3 separate regions of the Mus musculus genome follow, and all the other regions are linked to region 2. The links are chromatin contacts, called in public ChIA-PET and HiChIP or PLAC-seq maps. All regions are on one chromosome and are shown on one strand. The core of a region is the stretch at or near the end of the contact, and the rest is flanking DNA. Distances in the headings are between cores, read along the strand shown.

The links. ChIA-PET counts read pairs in DNA pulled down with a chosen protein or histone mark. HiChIP or PLAC-seq counts read pairs in DNA pulled down with a chosen protein or histone mark.
Region 1: a contact with region 2 is called in a BATF HiChIP or PLAC-seq map of CD8 T cells, with 6 read pairs. The contact joins two enhancer-like sites. A contact is called at or near these places in 6 of 39 promoter capture datasets (the 3T3-L1 cell line, 3T3-L1-derived adipocytes, embryonic stem cells and 3 more), 1 of 484 Hi-C or Micro-C datasets (CD4 T cells) and 4 of 115 datasets of contacts at active chromatin or transcription factors (CD8 T cells, effector CD8 T cells, embryonic fibroblasts and 1 more).
Region 3: an RNA polymerase II ChIA-PET map of memory CD8 T cells shows a contact between it and region 2, with 94 read pairs. The contact joins two enhancer-like sites. A contact is called at or near these places in 7 of 484 Hi-C or Micro-C datasets (CD4 T cells, CD8 T cells, the HPC-7 cell line and 4 more), 3 of 115 datasets of contacts at active chromatin or transcription factors (CD8 T cells, bone marrow-derived macrophages and memory CD8 T cells) and 1 of 9 other capture datasets (embryonic stem cells).

What each region holds. Positions count from the first base shown.
Region 1 is chr7:58,625,372-58,628,793 of GRCm38.p6, forward strand. No RefSeq gene overlaps it. Among named protein-coding and RNA genes, the nearest start is that of Atp10a, 31 kb to the right of the region's middle. Within about 2 kb of position 1,575, at least 107 of the 459 cell types and tissues checked have an H3K27ac peak or open chromatin away from gene starts, as enhancers often do. A contact at or near this core is called in CD8 T cells and memory CD8 T cells, where this site is marked.
Region 2 is chr7:58,391,264-58,394,922 of GRCm38.p6, forward strand. No RefSeq gene overlaps it. Among named protein-coding and RNA genes, the nearest start is that of n-TEttc7, 6.2 kb to the right of the region's middle. Within about 2 kb of position 1,733, at least 25 of the 459 cell types and tissues checked have an H3K27ac peak or open chromatin away from gene starts, as enhancers often do. A contact at or near this core is called in CD8 T cells and memory CD8 T cells, where this site is marked.
Region 3 is chr7:58,567,587-58,570,916 of GRCm38.p6, forward strand. No RefSeq gene overlaps it. Among named protein-coding and RNA genes, the nearest start is that of Atp10a, 89 kb to the right of the region's middle. Within about 2 kb of position 1,830, at least 22 of the 459 cell types and tissues checked have an H3K27ac peak or open chromatin away from gene starts, as enhancers often do. A contact at or near this core is called in CD8 T cells and memory CD8 T cells, where this site is marked.

The DNA.
Region 1 (3,422 bases), core at 325-2,824, 230 kb after region 2:
TGCTGCTTGGTATCAAACCAAGACACCAAGAACGGAAGCTGAGGAAAAGAAAGAATCTTCAACAAATGGTTCTGGAAAAAGTGGATGCTCACATGCAGAAGAATGAAACTAGACCTGTATGTATTGCCCAACTAACTCCAAATGGATCAAAGACCTATACATGAAACCTAAAGCTGAAATTGTTAAAAGAAAGCATAGATAGGTGGTATAGGTTTAAGAAAGGACTTTCTGAGTAGGACTCTGCTTGCTAAGAATTAAAGCCAACAATTTATTGTGCCTGAGCTGGGTGTGGTGGCATAAACCTTTAATCCCAGTATTTAGGAGGTAGAGGTAGATGGATCTCTGATTTCAAGGCTACCTGGTTAATGGAGTGAGTTTCAAGATAGCTAGGGCTACACACACACACACACACACACACACACACACACACACACACCTGAAATGTAGTATATAAGCACTATGGGATATTTAGGTGTAAACAAAAGTGAAATCATGAACTTTGCAGGTAAATGAGTAGAACAAAAAAGATCACATTGAGTGAGGTAACCCAGCCCAGAGAAGCAAACACAGCATGTTCTCTTGTATTCAAGGCTCCCAGATCCAAATCGTCAGATGCAAGCACACAGCCTAAAGTAACTATGTAGTACACTGCCCCTAATTACTACAGAGACCAGGAAAGTAAAATGAGAACATTGCCAGGATAGAAGGGTTAAGGAGCAGTGGAGAGGGTTGATTGGATCTACAGAGATAAAACTGGCTGATACAGAGAGCTGTATAATATGATTATAACGGAAGTTTAAACATAGAAGACTGAACTAAATCTCTTTATCTTCCAGCAAAAGAAAATATCTTAAGTTTGAATGAAAGTAGTCTAAGTTTGACTCAAATTTTGAAAATTAGAACCACTAAAAGAAAAGACTAACAATAGAAAACTGATTTTTGAGTATATATCACCTTACAGGAAAAAAATACACATAATTTTAATCTTAGGAAAAGGTAATTCACCTCACATAAATAGAAAAAACACAAGCCAATGCACTACTGAGACAGCATTTCACATCTGCTAGGATGACAAACATAAAAACTATTGATGAAAAGCCACACTGAGCCAAAGGAACAGATGCTGGCGGCACTGTGACAGAGAACAACTGGACAATACCAAGCAAAATCACACTGTTTACTCACGGTCCTAAAATCATACTTCCAAGAACCTAGCTTACAGATCTACTTGTAAAAATATGAAAATATGTAGGTGGGGTGTTTATTCACTGCAGCAAAAGACCAAAAATAACTCACACGTAAACTTACAGGAAACCGGTGGAGCGTACCATGGGCACCCTGAAACGGTAAGAGCCTAAGGGAATCTGGGAGTGGTTGTTATTCTCCTGACTGTATTTATTTTAAAACTGTTGTAATGAAATCATAAGTACTGCATATAATCTCTCCCCAGGGAGATCACCCTCAGAGAAAGTTATGTTCTTATTCATTGACACAAAGATCTGAAGAGTGGCCTGAGCCTCTCACCAGCGTGGGACAGCCCTCTATTGAGAAAGCTCTGAGGGTTTCTAAGTCTAAAAGTCATTGCGGTAAGACTTCTGCCTGGCCCCTTTACAGAGAAATATTTTGTTACCATCGCAATGCTTTCCCACTTTTCAAATGTCTGACTCTGGCTGCCCTTCAGACTTGAGTTGGCTGCATCCACCAGAACTGCTGCAGTCCCTGGCAGCCTGAAGCAACTGCAGAGAAATGCCTGTGTTCTGATTATCTCTCTTTTCAGAATTGCAAAAGCCCAAGGTCGTTTGTTTGTTTGTTTCTTTGTTTGTTTGTTTGTTTCTCGCTGCTCTGGGCTAATAGCTAGCACCACGTGGGGAAGTTGAGTAATTCCAAGAGCTGTTCAGTTTCTTCATTCATCTCAAACATAGCTCCATCCCCCAGCACTGGAAAGTAATCATAACCTCCCATCCAAAAAATTTTAATGAAAGCATGCATTCACAACTATTCATGTGAGTGGGTATATAAACTGTGGTACATTGATAGAATGAAATATTATTCAGTTCTAAAAAGCAATGAGATATGAGAAGGTATGAGAGAAATGCAAATGTATGTCAGTGAATAAAAAAAAAAGAATTAGGAATGTAGCATTCTTGAAAACATAAATCCGTGGAGACAAGAAAAAAATCAGGAGCTGGGATGTGACTTAGTCATAGGGCATTTGTCCAGCACCATGTGAGATCCTGGACTGAATTCCTAATGTTAGAAAAAGATGAAAAGGTGAGAGAGAAAGAAGGAAGCAGGACAAGGAGGGAGAGAGGGAAAGGAGGGAGAGGAAAGCTCAATGGTTGCTGTGGGTTAATGGGAAGGAAGGGTGAATTGGAGGATCAGAGAAGTGTCAGCAGAGAAAGACAATTAAATATTGTAAGGATAAGTACTTCCCATCATACATTAGTTCAAATCCATGGAGTGCGCACCAAGAGTGAAACCTAAGCACAGAGATTTTAAGTGATAATAAGGCAAAAGCAAGTGATTACCTATGATTACCTATACTCTGATTGAGGTAGGGCAATGCACACAGGGGCAAAGGGTACATAGGGATATTGCACCTTTCTTTCAATTTCACTACAAATATAAAACTACTCTAAAATGTATTTGTTAAAAACAATAGTTTGCACTGATAAATAATATTAGAGAAACTGAAAGGTGTTATTAATATATTGAAGGTTAAGTTACCTAAAAATAGCATGTAGTTGTATCACCAGTTCCTACAAAGACATCCATGGCTCATAGTCCATCAGAATAACAAACACTTCAGATTGTGCTTCCACACACTCCCTGACCACACCCCAGTCCTAGGAATCAAACTCAGAGCCTTTCATTGGCAGCCAACTAATCTACCACTGACCATGTCTCCAGGTCTCATTTTCTACTTCCTAAAGCTTCGTTTCCTTCCTGAGCTCAAGAGAAGCAAAATGCCGCAGCACTTCCCGCATGCTGCAGGAATTTTCTGTCTACTCAAAAATAAAACTGGCACTATCTGACTCTGTCTGTACTTGTATACATTAAAGATATACAAACAGACTCGGGCAACATGATAAGACCTGCTTTCTTTCTACCCAAGGGCAGCACTTGCCACACTCAATTCTGTAGAACTTGGGCAGCAGGCCTCCTTATTGACCACTTTCCTGTCTTTTTCATTGATCCAAATTTCCTAGCGGTTGGCTGCTTCAAGGGATCAAGCCTCAGGTCTTCTTCATACCCTATCCTCTAAACCTCAAACTCTTATACTCCATCTAACTTGGAAAATCTAGAAGAGATCAATGAATTTCTCCAGATGAATGTAACATGAGAAAATTAAACCTAGAGTAACCAAAAATATTAAACATATTCATAACCAGCAACAAGCTTAAAACAGTAGTTAAAAAGTC
Region 2 (3,659 bases), core at 483-2,982:
GAGGGTGCATAGAAAGAGATAATAGAAAAGTGGTAAACCCTTTACTTTGGGGTTTTTATTGGTGGTGTGAGGGGGGATGGAGGGTGATGCTGTTTTGGTTTTCTTTTTCTTTTTCTCTACAGTGATGGGGATAAAATCAGGGGCCTTGTGCATACTGCACATTCTACCACTGAGCTGCATGGTCATATCTAGTGGATTCTTGTGGAGACTTGACTACATATGCATGGTTGAAGGAATCGCCAGCTTTGGGCGATAATATTTAACCTCCAGCCTCTCTCCTCTGAAATTAGTGAGTCTTAATTTCACAATATCAAACCTTAAGAAAGAATCAGGAGGAAAAAGAGGGAAAACCAAAGGCAAAGGAAGATAAATTGGGGTGAGATAAGCCATTGTGTGCAACTGAATAATAATTCACACATGAAACTTTAAACTTTGAGTAAGTCACAAAAATAGTATGTGTGTCTGTGAATCTTATGGTGTGCTTGGAGTCCAGAAGAGGGCATGGCATTCTTGGGAAGTACAGTTATTTGCTGTCGTGTGCGTACTAGGATTTGAACCTAAGCCTTCTGGAAGAGCAGCCAGTGTTTTAACCTCTGAACTATCTCTCCAGACTCAAAGTTTTTCTTTAAGAGTGAATATTCTTGTCTTTCTTTTCTTTTCCTTTCCTTTCTTTTCTTTTTCTTTCTTTCTTTCTTTCTTTCTTTTTTTTTTTTTTTTTTTTTTTGGTGTTGTTTTTTGAGACAGGGTTTCTCTGTGTAGCCCTGACTGTCCTGGAACTCACTCTGTAGACCAAGCTGACCTCCAACTCAGAAATCTGGCTGCCTCTGTCTCCCCAGTGCTGGGATTAAAGGCGTGCATCACCACTACCTGGTGAATATTCTCTTATTGTCTCTCGGTAGTAATTTCTATTATCATAATGCCTATGGACTTTGTACATGGGAGAAGATAATATGAAAACTTTTATTCTTCTTTTCTTAAGACATGTTTGTATACAATATAGCTGTATTAAAGCTCTTAGAGTGTACTGAGAAGAAATGAATCGCTTTTGGCAAGTTACAGTATCAAGTTTCTCATAAGGGAGAAGAAAGATGAGAAATAGCCTTCAGAAAGGCACCGAGAGTCAGTGAAGATGTGTCTGCGTGCTGGAGTACTTATCTTCCCCACACCCTTGGAGTGATCCCCAGCACCATAATTAAAAATAAAAATGTATCTTTCTTCTGAAAGAAAGAGGAAAGTCATTTATATGGCTTCAGCAAAGAGCTTCTGAAAGCCTGTTTTGACAGAATGGGGGTTCTGAGAGCATCAAGACATAAGATCAAAACGCCCACAAGACTAAGATGAGAGGAGAAATGCCTCCCTTGTGAAACTCAGCCAGCTCTCTTTTAAGCAAATCTCTTGTAAAGTTTTTTTTTTCAATTCAGTGTCTAGATTTGCACAATGTAAATCCAGAGCAGAGACTCATTGGACAATATATTATTTACAGTCATGTCTGGAATAAAAGGCTTACAGTTGTCAGCAAAGACATAGTGAGTCTTCAGAAATATTTGTTTTTTAAACATGTTTCATAGTGGGTCATCTTCCACAGTTTTCATCAGCTTAGCTGTTTCAGAAGGACCTGTGTGGGAGCCACTTTTTCCTATCAGCCAAGGCTTTCTTCCTATTCTGAAGTGCTTCTCAGATGAATACTTTGTGTATGCCAACGGTTTCTTGAGGTTGGCACTGTGGTTTGAGTCATCTTAGTGAAACTATGACAAAAAGATGCGCCCAGAGTGAGAGTTAGAGTTGGGCAGACAAAACATGAACCAGAATCTGAGTATGGGGCAGGTACAATTATACCAAGAATACTGTGTGTCTGCAGTAGTGGTTCCTGTGTGCTCTTAATCTTAGGAAGTTGGTAAAGTTAAGCTTTTGTAATTAGAAGCTTTCTAACAAAGTTCCAAAAAGCACAAACTTCAGGCATACAAAAAAAAAAAGGCTAAAGATTTGAGATGATCCTAGGCTAACCTACTCCTCAGGATCCTACTTAGGAAAAATTTTACTCTCTCAGTACTTGTAAGTGTACAGATGAAGCATCTCCATCGTGGGTCCAAGATACACATGCTGGAAAAAGGGTATTAGACTACCACATGTTACATGCTAGAATGCAATGCTGAGACAGAAAAAATACAACTAAGGATGAGTAAGTAAAAATTACTAGTCAGTTAAATGCCTTAGAGGGTAAAGGTGCTTGGTGGCAAGGCACATGACCTGAGTTTGGTCCCCTGGACTCTTCTGATGGAATGATAGTACCAACTTCAGAGGCTTGTCTTCTGACTTCCTCATAGGTGCAATGGTACTAGCATGCTTCCCAGTCTCCTTCCCAACAATAAATCAATAAACAAACAAAAAGCCCAAGTAAGCAAATAAATAAGTATAATTTAAATTTTTCCTACATCCTAACACACAAGAAAACAAAATAAACCCAATACTAAAAGCTTCCTATGAAATATTGGAGACCTGCTTAGGTAAGAGCAGTGCAGCACTGAGGCTGCCTCGGCTGTGTTATGCCACTGTGATTTAATGAAGGACCAGCAGGTCACACTTGCTTTAACAAAGGTTGATGACTAGGTACAGTGAAGGGAGTGTATACAATATAGAAACGGGGGTGGGGGGTGTTAGCTAGCAGGGCTAGAAATGAGCTACATGATTCAGCTTCTGATTGGGTAAGTTAAGGAAAAACCTAAAGAAGCAGAAGACTGCTGTCTTCTGATACCACTTGAGAGTGGAGGACATTCTACAATGGAGGGTTTCAAATAATTTAGTTTATAGGAAAATCAAACAAACTAGAGACCCACGTGATGTAAACTGACAAGGATTTGTAGTTGCTAATCTTAGCCAAGGAAAGGACACGTGGTGTTTTGTGAGTGACAAATGGACTTGTTTTGGTCTGTGCTTATACAAATGTAAGTCATATCTCATGGCATCCATTTAGTGTTTCTTTACGGATACATATTTAGGACTAACCACATGAGATTAGATAAGCCACCAGGAAGCTCTTCACTGCAGAAGACTGATTCTCCTTCAAGAATGGAAGGTTTTAAGCAAAAGGTCATGCTAGGAGACTCCCTAGAGAATCAGACTGAAAAGGAAAAAGGCTGAGGACACAGACCACATTTAGAATGCCAGAAGTTACTATCCAGTATGTGATTAACAACTACTAAAGGTGCTGAACATGGACTAACAAAATCATTAGACGGAAGACCTGAGACAAGTCAGGCAGCTTTACAACAACTTGGGAATACCCTAAGGAGGGCATGTACCAAACAAGGGCCATGGAACTGAGAGAGCTGCTGGAACAAGAGCTTAGAGCTCTTGCCCTACAGCCCCAGGTTGAATCCCACAAGTGACTTTCAGCTTCTGGGAACCTCATTTCTTCTGACCCTTTCCAAGTCCCAAGGCCATGTTCTAATAGTTCTGTGATTTTATAAAAAAGTATAAACAGTATGGTACTGACACAAAAACAGATAGATAGTTTAATGAGATAGAACCAAGGGCTCTGATATAAGATCCGATACCTACAGTCACCTGTTTTTAGACAAAGATGTTGAAAATACACAATGGAGAAAAAGAAAGGATCTTTTAAAAATGGTGCCAGTAAAACTGGATATATACAAGTAGAA
Region 3 (3,330 bases), core at 580-3,079, 180 kb after region 2:
CCAATGAGTCAGGTTTATATTTTAAATGTCTGCAGTGTGGCTGCTGTGAGGGATACAGGTAGGTTTGTAAAAGTTATAATACCATTCCAAAGATTATCACAGTTGCAGAATAGTCACAAAAAACTAACAAAACCCAGTACATTTACACAAGAACTGGACCCTGGGAAATCATACCCCAAATATGTCACTTTTACAGGCTGGGTTTTTTTTTGTTTTGTTTTGTTTTTTTGTTTGTTTGTTTGTTTGTTTTTTTAGTTAAAACCAAAACTGTCTCAGACTCAGTGTCTCTCTGGGTTTTATCCAAATCCTGCCTCCTACCTCTGTTTCCCTCCTATCTTAGCGACTGTCCCATAATAATTTGCTTAATTTGGGATTTACTTACAGTTTCTGAGGGTTAATCTAATGATAATCATGATGGGTAATATGGCAGGAACAGACAGGCAGGCATAGTGTTGAAGAAGTAGCTGAGAGCTCACGTCTGATAGGCAAATTACAGACAGAGAGAAAGTGATAAGGACTGGGCTTGGTGTAGACTTTTGAAACCTCAAAGCTGACCACCCTCCAACACATCTCAGAGACTTCCTCCAACAAGACTACACCTCCCAGTCCTTTCCCCACTGAGCATCCCACACCAAGCATTCAAACATATGAGTCTAGGAGGATTACTCTCATTCTACTCATGACACTCCTGAAACACAGAAGAGGACTTTAAAAGACTGTTTTAAACTTATTTTGGGAGTGCTGTGTGTGTGTGTGTGTGTGTGTGTGTGTGTGTGTGTGTGTGTGTGTGTGTGTGTGTCAGGCTTGGGGTGTCCATCTTTTCCTGTCTGAGCCATCTTGCCAGTTCAAGGAAGAGACAAGTTTCTTTTTGGAACTGAAGACTAGTTCCCCTATAAGATTAGCTCACAGTATAAACAACATCCCTCAGAGAGCCCAGACAAATGTTGACCTAAGCTACCCCCACCCTGAGGCTTTATGTATCTCCCAAAAATACTTTCTCTTTTTTGTTTGAAGCCTCACCGTCACCCATCTCCTAAGAGGATGCAATTTCTAAACTCTGGTGGGATGTTGGGAGAGTGAGGGCCTCATAACCCAGATACATTTCTCTGCTCACTACAACTCTAACACTCCAGCTGAAAACTGAGCCTCCAGAGGTGAGAAAGACAGTTTCTTGGGCCCCAAAGAGAAAGCTATGGGAAGTCAGAGGCATCCCTGAGTCAATCATAAGGGGTGGAAGACTGAGTCCCAGAGGACATTTTATAGAGAGATATCTGGAATGTAGTAAGGAACAATGAAAGTTAAAAAACAAAACAAAACAAAACATGAGAGGACAGGAAAGAACTCAGCTGAAGATAAACCAAGGCAGCACCTGAGGTGTGGCAATCATATCCACGGTGCTAGGCAGAGGAAGTTGGGGGAATGGGGGGGGGGGGGCAGGGGCAGGAAGCCAACAGCAAAAGTGCAGGCTGCTTCCTAGAGTGAGAGTGTCGGGTGTACTTTGCAACTGTTGTTCTAGGCTTGAGAAGCTCATTTCAGTACTCCTGACATTTTGGGTAAGATAATTTTTGTGAGGGCCACCTTGAAAATTGTAGGGTACCTAACAGAATTTTTGGATTTCACCCACAAGATTCCAGTAGTTAGAAAACACCAAGTCTCTCCTAAAGGGAAAAACCAGTACCCACTCAAAAATCATTCAAGCATTTTCCCAGTTCAGGTGGGATTGGTCAAAGACTGGGAAAGAGTCTGTGGAAGCCTCATGGGCAGGGTCTGTGTCAGGGTGAGACAGAAGTACCACCTGGAAGAATGTCTGAGACTAAATAACATGAAAGTGGGAGTGAGCAAGAGCCTACAATGCCAACAAGACATGGTGGCTGATATGTCATGTTAATGACAAGCTGGAGTCACTGAGCAACAAGGGGAAGTTCCACTGGCAAATGCCCCATTATAAGTATTTTTCAGTAAGGATGTAAGCATTTACTATGAGATTTCTTAACATGAAGCAGGAAAGATATTTTGCGTTTAGTCATAAAAACATCAACCTAAAGGGAAAGAGTTTGCTGACATTCACTGTCAGAGATTTCAGTCCGGGCTCACTTGACCCATTTAGCCTATGGTACAGTGGCAATCATGGCTGAAACTTTTGAGTAGAGGAAACTGCTCAGTTCATCAGACAGCAAAGAGACAGACAGAGGGCTTCACAGACCCAATATCTCCTTCAAAGGCATGTCCTACATCCTCACCTCAGTAGGTCTATCTTTTATAGATTTCACTAATTGACAGCAGGACTCAGAAGCTGATAATCATGCCTATAACGCATGGATATTTGGAGATATTTAAGATCCAAACTGTAATAACCCAATAGAAGCTAAATGCTTCTTTCTGGATATCATTTCTTTACAGGCAGTCAGTGAAGCTCTGACCTTACCTTGAGCCTCCTAGGGAAATGTTTTGGAAGAATCAACTGAGTAAGAAAGTAGGGATGTGGACTCAGAGAGCAAGGGAGCACAGGAGACTCACAAGAAATTAAAGTCAGAGGTCACAGAGAACAAGAGAGGCAGCTATCAGTGGAGTATCTAGAATAAATGTGGCCAACAGTCTGAGTGGGTAAGAAGATACAGGGAAGAGGAACTGGTGAGAAGGGTGGAGGAAGAGCAGGAAGAGTCCAATACATCCCAGCACCAAAGATATCTAAACTGCCTTGGGAATCAGATGCCTTTCTGTGTCAGCTAATGTCAGAACTGGTCTGCTTATCTTTCTACGTCACATGCAAATCTGTACTATCAGCTTCAATGTTCTTGGCAATTCCATTATCATTCTTCCACACGAAAGTGACAAGCCCCAGCATCACTTCACCTAATCCCTTTTTATCCTTTGATAGCTAATGTAAATATAGATATTGATGTAACAATTTAGTTTCCCAGAGTTCCAAAGTCAGTCAGTTCTTGTAGGTTGCCAAGGCCGCTCTCTATCCCCTTTGCCAATGTTTTCATTATATCAAATCTAAGTTATATTTCTGTCTTTCCAAAATCCCATTTTAATCATTCCATTCCCTTGCTCAGCAGCCATCTGTGAGTGTCATGGAAGCTCAGCCTCAAATCTTCCCTCCTTACCTTGTGATTTGATGCCCTCTTCTATGAGGTCTCATCTACAAATTCCCACAATAAACTTGTGATCCAACACCAGCTCAAATCCTGGATGTTCTACTCTCATTGTCTTTTCTCATGCTGCGTTTCCTGCTTGAAGGAGCACTGCTCCATCACCTGCCTGCCAACAGCATCACTTCCTTCAGGCATGATCCCCTTCTTTCCAGGGCCTCAGCTGCCTATGGCT